Linked DNA regions of Xenopus laevis: region 2 is linked to region 1. Evidence: chromatin contacts called from public Hi-C data. All regions are on one chromosome and are shown on one strand. The core of a region is the stretch at or near the end of the contact, and the rest is flanking DNA. Distances in the headings are between cores, read along the strand shown.

Region 1 (5,406 bases), core at 2,624-5,123:
GATACAAAACCATTGTTCTTATAAGTAACTGATCACATACCTACTACAGGAATTATCTGTTTTGTTTAAATCATGAAATGCAAGTTAGCAAAACCCTTGTCTCGTATGAAAGCTCTAGATCATGCCCTTATGTAGGAAAACAATCTTTGGGAGAGATACTTGGGATTATGGGAAAAAGACACAAGAAAAGGGTAATCTTGTAAAAGTCAGAACTTACAAGCAAAGTCTACTTATGAAAATGTTTTGCAAGATTATACCTTTACCCCCTGACATGTTCATTTGAAAATTACAAATGGAAAATAATAAAATAAGATTTAACCCCTTTTATGCTGCACTGTGAACTTGCTGCACATAGCCTTTACAATTTAATAGTACTTAAAGAAATTGTCCAGTGTAAAAATAAAACTGGGTAAATAGGCTGTGCAAAATAAAACAGTTTTCTAATATAATTAGCAAAAATGTAATATATAAAAGCTGGAGTGACTGGATGTCTAACATAATAGCCAGAGCACTACATGCAGCTTTCAGCTTTCTTGGTTTCCACTGATTCGGTTACTTGAGGGGGAGGGCACATGTGTCATAACTGTTGCTTTTGAATCTGAGCTGAATGCTGAGGATCAATTGCAAATTCACGGAACAGTTATGTCCCATGTCGCTGACTGACTTAGAAAAGCAGGTTGGGTTCTGTTTTGTTCTGTTAGACATCCAGTCACTCCAGCCATTATACATTACATTTTTGGCTAACTAACTATATTAGAATTTTTTTTAATTTGCACAGCCTGTGTATTTACCCAGTTTTTATTTTTTACACTGAACTGTTCCTTTAAAAGGTTAAACAACTAATTAAGATCAACATCCATTTTAAGAATGGCTTGATTTTTCGGACAGACATAATATCAAAGGCTATTGTGATACTAAGCTCTATAGTTAGTATAGGTATGGGTATATAGAATTTAATTAAAAGTAGGGAGTGGTGTGTGTATGGATGCTGGGTTTTCATTTGGAGGGGTTGACTTTGTCTTTTTTCAACCCAATTTAACTATGTAACTATGTAACTATCCAGCAATGGATAAAAAAAAATATTTCACAGCTGCAACACGCTTCCCAGCAGAGGGAATACACTGTTTTCAGCTTTCCTCTTCTGTTGCCTAGTAAGCTATGTGTAAGTGTTGACCACTCACTGACCATATATTAAGTAATAAATTCAACAATCCTATTTTTTTTCCATGTGGAAACGATGTTAACAATAAACACAAAAAAAGAGAATGTGGTGCAATGCTATACATCTGCAATGCTAACGTTTGTTCTGTTAAATAGATACCTTTTATATATATATAAATATATATGAGTATACAACATTTATTTTTCTTTTGGATTTTTTTTTAAGTTGTTGTATATGTTTCATTCTTTTTATTCACATGTATTTCTCCTTACATGGTATGTTTGCAATAATAATTAATTTAATTAAGCAAAAAAGTTCTCCGCACTGCCTATTCACTGTGAATGCATCAAATCGTCGTCTCGGCTACCGCTATCCCAGCTTCAATTAGTCAATTAATATAGTAAGAGGAGAGCACTCAAAGTAGCAAAATTCTGTGATTTATTAAAGACGAGTACACGGCATGTTTCGGGTCTTACATACCCTTAACCCTTGACACTTGAAAAGGGTATGTAAGACCCGAAACATGTTGTGTAGAAGTCTTTAATAAATCACAGCATTTTGCTACTTTGAAGTACTCTCCTCATTCTATATTAATTGACTAAATAATTAATTTAACTCAGCTCAGCTTCCAAGTGATATGTTATTCATCATGGTGAGTACTATGGCATGTATTAAAAACAATTTAAGGGAACCCTTGTGTTTTTCATCCAGTTCTGTAATATAGTCTAGTCCAGGGTTCCCCAACCTTTAGAACCCGTGAGCAACGTTCAAAAGTAAAAGGAGTTGGGGAGCAACACTAGCATGAAAAATGTTCTTGGGGTGCCAAATAAGTGCTGTGATTGGCTATTTATTAGCCCCTATGTGGATTGTCAGCCTACATTGAGACTCTGTTTGGCAGTACACCTGGTTTTTATGCAATTAAAACTTGCCTCCAAGCCTGGAATTCAAAAATAAGCACCTGCTTTGAGACCACTGGGAGCAACATCCAAGGGGTTGGAGAGCAACATGTTGCTCACGAGCTACTGGTTGGGGATCACTGGTCTAGTCTATCTGCAGTTCTTTTAGCTCTTATTGGACACTAGCAACCTGCAAAAGACATCAATGAATCTGATGAATGATGAGAATGACTTGAATGCATTTTTTTAAAGGTAAACTTTATTCAACTGAACAACATTTCAGAGTCGGTACAGCTAAGTATAATAATTTGTGTTAAAATACTGAAAGGAAGTGGTGGTTTGTTGTTCATTAGGCAGCAATAACTGAATTAAACAATGTCCTGGGAGTTGCAACAGAGCAGTAGTCAAGAAAGGAGATGCTGTGAGATGAGAATAATGCTATTCTTTCTGCCTGTGTTTTCTCAGGCGAGAGAAGCTGAGGACCTTCAATCTGCTCTTCTGTGTCCCTGAACTGACAGACACAGCATTGCCCTGTGTGCCGACACATGGAGCCAGATCTGTGGATCTGCCAAATGGCAGAGGAGCTTCTGTAGGATGCCATATAGACAGTCACTGTTTAGCTGTCCTTTGAATCTCGGTCCAGACCTTCACACAGCGGATATCGGTGTGAAAAGTCATACTTTCATGTTCTTAGCGCCTGCCAGTGTCAAGACATAGAAGATCAGATGGGAGCGCATCCCATTGTACCATTAGCCATTATTTATAAAAATCTAAAAAAAATTGTAAGTTCTTATTTTACATTTTGACATGAAGCAGGAACCAATTAAAATATAGTGTATGGAAGTAGTGCAAAACCCTTTCACTTATCCGTGTATGGGAGCAGGCACAGAGCCTGTGTGCTGTAAGCTGTTACCTAGCAACCAGCTGTACAGAGATCTCAGTGCTGCAGGAAATTACACAGCAGCTAGTAAGTGGCTGGCAGGAAGAGGAAGTAGCAGAACCTGGCAGAAGTAAAAAGCCTGGCAGAAAGAATCACACGGTGGACAGAGAGAGAGAGAGAGAGGAGCTGGAAGGCCCCACCAAAAGCAGAGATTCAGATCAGGCTGGCACAGGGACGCCACATACTGTGCCTGGAGTGATAGAAAGTGTGAAAGATATCCAGATTGGAGGAACCAACATCAGCAGTAGATTTCCATCTGAACATCCCAAGGGGCTGGTAGTCACACTGCAGGGCTCGCCTGAAGGCTCTGGGTGAATCATCCAAAGAGACTTTTGGAGTGAGTATTCTGTTTAAAGGGACAGTATCCTAAAGGAGAGTTTGAAGATTCAGAGACTGTGTTGTTGGGAATACATTAAAGGACTTTGAATTCCTTTAGTTAGGCAGATAGTTAGCGCCTGCTTAGTCAGACAGTGAGGCCCTATTGCCACCTGTTTAGGAGTGCTGCCTGTATTAGTTGGCCATTTCTTTTAGATAAACAGTTATTCAGTTTAACAAAAACTGTCTGTGTTTTATTACTGTATTCCTAGTGGGGCCACCCCCATCCCACTAGATGGAGGCACTGGCTAGTAAGTACCAGGTACCCAGGGTCGCTTTAATAAACGGGCAAAGTGGCCATCTGCCCAGGGCCCACTTATTTTGGCCCACTGCTGACTTTTTATTTTTAAATAGGCAGTTGGTGCTGGTGTGTGTCCGGGCTGTCTCCCTACCCCGGCCGATCGACTTACATTTCAAACCACCCCCCTAAACCGGTGCAGTGGAAATGGCCAGTGAAGGAAAGGAAGCCCCGTCTGCCGCAGTCTGCAGAGAGGGAGCCCGGAAGAGGAGCCGTGCATCAGAGTATCACTTTGGTGCGTCACACACAGTGCCGCGCTGGCCTGTGCCAGACTTGGTAAGACTTGACTTACCAAATCCTCTTGATCTGCGGCGCTTGTTGTACCCGACTGTCACACATCCCAAGGGGATGTGTGCTTCACACACGGTGCCTGCTGCACTTGAGACTTGACTTACCAAATCCTGTCACACTCGCACACCTTGACGCCGCCCAGCCGTCAGGCATTCCACCTTTCCACTAGGATCTAGGTGAGGGTGAGTCAATGTGCTCATCTACTTGTCTCTTTTCCTGCTATGGGTTCTGGCCTGGTGGGTATTTATACATGGAATTGCCCCTTGCCATCCCGCTGTGAGTTCTGGGGTGTATGTATACATAGAATAGCCACTTTGCCATCCTGCTAAGGGTTCTGGGGGGTATTTATACATGGAATTGCCCCTTTCCATCTTGCTGTGGGTTCTGGGGGGTATTTATACATAGAATAGCCCCTTTGCCATCCTGCTATGGGTTTTAGGGGTATTTATACATGGAATTGCCATCCTACTAAGATTTCTGGGGGTATTTATACATGGAAGCCCCTGTGCCATCCTACTATGAATTCTGGGGGTATTTATACATGGAATTGCTGCTTTCCCATCTTGCTATGGGTTCTGGGGGTATTATAAATGGATTTGTGCTGTGCCATCCTACTATGAATTCTGGGGTTGTTTATATATGGAACTGCCCCTTTGTCATCCTGCAATGGGTTCTGGGGTGTATAATACATGGAATTGCACTGTGCCATACTGCTATGAATTCTGGGGGCCTTTATATATGGAACTGCCCCTATGCCATCCTACTATGAATTCTGGAGGTATTTATACATGGAACTGCTACTGTGTTCATCCTTCAGTTTTCATAGATTTTAATTTATTTGACTTTTCCTTCTGACCTGGCTTTCAAATGGGGGTCACAGAGTAGACCCCCGGCAGCCCATAAACTATTGTGTTATGGGCTGTATTGTTAAGAGCAGGGGCGATCCTAGCCCCTCCACCGCCTGAGGCAGCAGCAGTTGCTGCTGCCCCCCCTCCCCCAGAAATTCACTCTTAAAGTACCAGGAGCAGAATTTTTTCTGCCCCTGGTACCTAGTGGGGCGCTGCCGCCTGAGGCGACAGCCTCAACTCGCCTCATTGGCGAAGCACCCCTGGTTAAGAGACTAAATGTTGTTGTTATTGGTATTTAATACTACTCTTCTACTTAGGTCTCTCCTACTCATACTCCTGTTTCTCATTGAAACCACTACCTGTTTGGTAGGGTAATTTGGACCCTAGCAACCAGATAGCTGTTAAAAATTCAAACTGGAGAGCTGCTGAATAAAAAGCTAAATAATAAAAAATGGCAAATAATAAAAAATTAAAACCAATTGTGAATTGCCTCTGAATATCACTGTCAAAATCATACTAACAGTTATTTTAAAGGTGAACCCCTTTAATGAACAGGGAGCGCCACTTCCACAGTTTCACTACTTAACCAGATTTAT
Region 2 (5,173 bases), core at 761-3,260, 150 kb after region 1:
GGCACCCCAAGAACATTTTTCATGCTAGTGTTGCTCCCCAACTCCTTTTACTTCTGAATGTTGCTCACGGCTTCAAAAGGTCGGGGATCCCTGGCTTGGAGCAATGGGAGGTGGTTGGAGATGTGCTTTGATCCCAAGTCTCAGCACCTTCTTTGCCAATCATGTTGTGTAAATTGGGGGCGGCTTCAGAAGCATCTGCTTTCAGGGGAATATGCAGCTACACAAACAGGAACAGGAGAACTGGGGTAAGATGCCTTTGCCCTCAGATGGCTGCCTTCAAAAATTCCTGGTTCCTGGGCTGTCGGCTTTGTACTACTTACCACATTAGCTAACCTAATGAAACAATGATATCCCAGATGTTATTGGTCCGTGACATATAAGGCTGTGACTGATAATTCATCCCGTGGTCCAACAGACCACAGCCGGCCTCTACTGTACAGTGGTTTGAGTTCTTGTTAAAAAAGAGAAACCCACATGTGTCTTGAACTGCTTGCGCCTGTTCTTGTTCAGGCAACAGATGCTTTTTTTTAGACCTATGTTGTGCTCTGTGTCTATTTTTGAAATGAATAAACTAAAGTGAACTAATTTATTGTTTTGTGAATTTTCCAGGTAGTCTCTTCTTTCACCGTAACTCACTATCCCCCCGGAGCCTGGGCTACGAGACAGAGTTGTCCACTATTGAACCTTCGCTTGACATTTACGACGAGAACAAAACTTGAGCTGTTCCTTCATCTGTTCTTCTGTCAGATGCCCCACCATAATTGTCTTCTCTTATCCCCATCCTGCGTTACCAAATCACCAACTGTCCTGTTGTGTGTCCTCTGTCTGAAGTGATGAGCCCAAAGTCAAAAGCACAGTGCCCTGTCCTCTCCCACCAGTGATTTGGGAAGCAGCTTCAAAAGAGAGCACTAGATCATGATGAACTTTGTGCATGGAAAAGCACAAACATCTAGTGTTTTTTTTTTTTAATCAGTTATCAGCAACTTGAGCTCGAGAGAAATTGTGACAGAATCACTTCTGGGATCTGCTATAACATTTATATCGGCATTTATTTATCACGGCAGAGCTGCAAACACCGGACGAGAACTATAAATATTCACTCTGTAATTCCTCACGTACTTTGACATTTTGCATCTCTAATAGTTGGAATTGGAACACCAATAACAAGCTTTTTGGGGATTTGAGTTATGAAACGACCAAAGGTTCATCAGGAACCCAATAGCCTGGCAGTTATTGTTGTTTGCACTCTATGGGGTGTGTGACATTCATTGCATCTTTTTTTTTTCAGTGCAGTATTAATAATAATGGCTTTGGTGGAATGAGCAGACACCAGGCTAAAACACAATGGCGAATCAAAATTTCCTTTCTACTGTATTTTGTGAACTGCATAATTAACACCTTTATTTGTTCTTTCCATGCAGTATGGATATAAGTGCAATCAAGTGGATACTGGTGGATACAACAAGAGTTTGTTTTTTTTTGTTTTTTTTAGTCTACGGAGCTGATGGCACTGGTTGACTGCATCTTTATAGTTTGGCCTATTTTTTAATAGGATGGAAGGATCATGCTAAGAGGACCATAAAACCATTTCTGGCCAGTGCAATGCTAGATCTGTGTTGTCACTTACAATACTGATATTCTTTTCCCAAGATAATACAGCGACGCATTGTACACAGGAGCTGTAAGACATTTGTATTCGCCTGCCATTCAGTAACAAGAGCTATGTTTTAAGGCCTAGGCTACACAACATGGCTGTGTCCAAGGAACAAATCTAGAAGCTGTTGTAATAACCATGTTTCGCTGTGGTTCCTGAAAAGGTGATATTTTCACAGCTCATCGTAACCGTAAAATAGGTTACCAGTGTGAAAAAGATGCAGGCATCAGTAAATGCTGGACGGTGTTTCTCAGCTGAGAGATGCTTGGTTACAAATGACTTGGGTAAGTGTGTAATCATTTACAGCATTGCTCCACGACTGGAGAGCTCACGGTGGAGTGAGGTGGGAGGGGACCTTTTCCAAGTAGCAAGGACGACCATTACTAACCTTGTTATTCAGCAATTACCTGCCAGTTAAGCAGCAGTCCTCCTTTGAAGGGACTTGGGAACTGCAATAAATGGAAATTCATTGAACACTTTTAACCAAGTACCCTGTCATTTTAACAGTATGTTTTTACTTAAAGGGAAACCATAGCCTCGTTATAGTAGTGATTATATTTAATACTATTATATAAGCCAGTCCACGATTTCTCCACGAAACATTCTGTTTGTGTATGTTAACATGCAACTGACATGAAGCTATGGAATTCTGCAAAGACCTTTGGAGAAAGACACTATCTTGTGATCAATAGATTAAGGCGGCCATAGACATAACAATAACGATATTTTTTGGAAAAGATCTTTCCAAGAAAGATGTTCCTTTTAATACACACGTGTAGAGCTGAATCGTCAGATATACAGGTAGATATACAGCTAGAAAGAATAGAATTCTACCTGTATCTGACGATTCAGCACTAACAATGGCCGATGTTTGGGTGCAATCAAAGGCACCCAATCAAAATTTTCCGTCCAGCCTGATCGACGAGTCGGGAAAAGAGCTGACCGATATTGGCAGAAGACTTGAATATCGGTTGGCTCCTTTCCCACCATTCACGCACCGAATATTGTATGAAAATTTGTTTTGTACGATATTATCTGTGCGTCTATGGCCACCTTTAGACTTGCTCTATGTATCTGTCAGAATAGAAATATGCAGAGAAGGAAAGTTTCTTGGGTACAATACTTGCTTTGACACAATACTGTGGCTTTGGGTAATGAAAAATCATGAACTGTGCTGGTATAGTTTCCTTTTAGGATATTGTTGCACCTTATTAAGATGGGTATAATAATGTCAAGTACTAAGCTCTGGGCACACAAGACACATCAGTGTTATACAAACAGGACCACCATGAGAAATCGCAGGGCCCCATATGACAAAATTTCCTGGGCCCCCTGGGCTATGCCCACTGCAAGCCCCACCTACAGGTCAGCCCTCCCCTCCACACAGTAAAAAACAAAAAAAAATTGGTGGCCAAAATTGGTAGCCAGGCCCCCCCCCCCACATTATAAGAAAATTGGTGGCCAGGGCCCCTTAAACGTCCATGCCTTCCCGAAGTCAGCAGCTCTCAGAAAGATGGGGGGCCCGGCTAATCAAGTAAGTGTGGCGTGGCCGGGCCCCCCTTACCCTCGGGGCCCCGTACAACTCTCCCCCCTTTCCCCCCCTGATGGCTGCCCTGTATACTAATAATATATTTCTTGCAATTAGAAGGCAATCTACAATGCTCAAGTTGGGAACATGCAATCTCCAGCAGACTTATTCCATCCAATGATGGTGATGGTGCGGTGTTCTGGTGATTTCACATAAAAGTAGGTTTATTTGTTCTGTGCCACCTATAGAGTGTAGTGTTCAGTAGGTAACTGTAGTAGTGTACTTACAGTTACCTACTGAAATGTTCTGAGGTGGTGCTTATGAGAAAGTATGAATGGTTTGAAATGGATATAGAGCATGACGCAACCATGGCATATAGAGTGAATGACCTAAAATTTGGGGACTTTCCAATGATAACTTTGCCTTCTTCTTCTGACTCTTTCAAATGAAGGTCACTAACCCCATCTAACAAGTGCTCTGTAAGGGTCTGGCTACACGGGCAGATTCGGGGAGATAAGTCACCAGACAACAAATCTCCTCTTCTTTGCTGCGACTTATCTCCCTGATCTGCCTTCCCCCGGGTAAAACGAAAACCGCCTGGGGGCAGGCACACAGGGTGCTTTGTTTTGCCTCACGAGGAAACTTGGGGTGACTTCAGAAAACGAAGCGCTCCTTGTGCCTGCACCCAGGCGATTTACATTTTAGCCGGTGGAAGGCAGATCGGGGAGATTAGTAGCCGCTAAGAAGAGGAGATTTGTTGCCTGGCAACTAATCTTCCCGAATCTGCCAGTGTGGCCAGACCCTAAAGCTACAAATTTATTGCCATAGCTACTTTTGATTACTCATCTTTCTATTCAGGCCCTCCCCTAATCTAGTCCCTTATTCAGGTCAGTGTATGGTAGCTAGGGTAATTTGGATCCTAGCCACCGGATTGCTGTAATTGGAAACTGGAGAGCAGCTGCATAAAAAGCTAACTCAAAAACCACAAATAATAAAAAATGAAAATCAATTGCAAATTGTCTCAGAATATCACTCACTACATCATTCTGAAAGTTAACGCAAAGTAGAACAACCTTTTAGGGTCAACATTTGTGTAAAATTCAGTGCATCATCATCAGTATAACTGCCCTGTTAAAGGAGAAGGAAAGGCTTGGTGCACTTAGGGGTGCCAAATGTTAGGTACCCCCAAGTGATTGTATTGACTTACCTGAAACCCCGGCCCGGGTTATTCCAGTGAGCACCACGGATCGATCTTCTTCCGTCTTCTTCTTTTTTAATATTTCCCGGGGCAAACGCATGTGGACTTGAACAAAATAGCCGACTTCGACTTTTTAGTTAAAGTTCAACTTTTCGTTCTACTGCGCATGCACAGCCACGTGAAGAAAGAAGAGGATGGAAGAGGATCGATCCGTGGTGCTCACTAGTATAACCCAAGGCCTGTGCAGTTTTCTGCTGATAGGAGCACCGGCCCGGGGTTTCAGGTAAGTCAATACAATCACTTTGGGGTGCCTAACATTTGGCACCCCCAAGTGTACCAAGCCTTTCCTTCTCCTTTAAGACTAGAAGAGAGCATACACCCTTGCAATGATTGATTAAGGATGCTGGGAGGTTATTCTTAGTGCAGCTGGGCATGCTGAGCCATGTAGCTCCAAAGGTTTATCTTTTGGCAGCTAAATGATAAAGCTACTTGCACAAGGAGATGACACAAGAATGGTACCATGCTCTCATTCCTATGGAGTCATATACTAGAGCTAGTGGGCACAAAATAGTCCTTCTGAAAAGCCAAACGTCGGCTTGCCCCTGCGGTGCACTTTATACGTTTACATGGGCAGTATTTAAACTGCAGTAATCTCCTTATTATACCAATTTCTATATGACTTTGTGTGTGATGTAATAAGCAGTGGGTCAGGTGGTCAGCGTTCCATTAGTAACTTCGGGGTATAAACCAGGCCTGTTCTAGGGATGATGGCTATAGGACTGCTGCTTTCAAC

The links. Hi-C and Micro-C count contacts between places; a contact is called where the count stands out from the background.
Region 2: a Hi-C map of the XL177 cell line shows a contact between it and region 1, with 5 times the contacts expected there. The contact joins two enhancer-like sites. A contact is called at or near these places in 3 of 4 Hi-C or Micro-C datasets (the XL177 cell line, the XTC cell line and animal cap).

What each region holds. Positions count from the first base shown.
Region 1 is chr3S:14,640,163-14,645,568 of Xenopus_laevis_v10.1, forward strand. LOC108712628 (vascular endothelial growth factor receptor 3) reads left to right here. Exons shown (of 30, transcript XM_018254935.2): 30 at 1-981. Among protein-coding and RNA genes, the nearest start is that of rnf130.S, 15 kb to the right of the region's middle. Within about 2 kb of position 3,874, at least 1 of the 7 cell types and tissues checked has an H3K27ac peak or open chromatin away from gene starts, as enhancers often do.
Region 2 is chr3S:14,795,036-14,800,208 of Xenopus_laevis_v10.1, forward strand. rnf130.S (E3 ubiquitin-protein ligase RNF130) reads left to right here. Exons shown (of 8, transcript XM_018254938.2): 8 at 610-2,456. The coding sequence ends at 719. Among protein-coding and RNA genes, the nearest start is that of LOC121402066, 44 kb to the right of the region's middle. Within about 2 kb of position 2,011, at least 1 of the 7 cell types and tissues checked has an H3K27ac peak or open chromatin away from gene starts, as enhancers often do.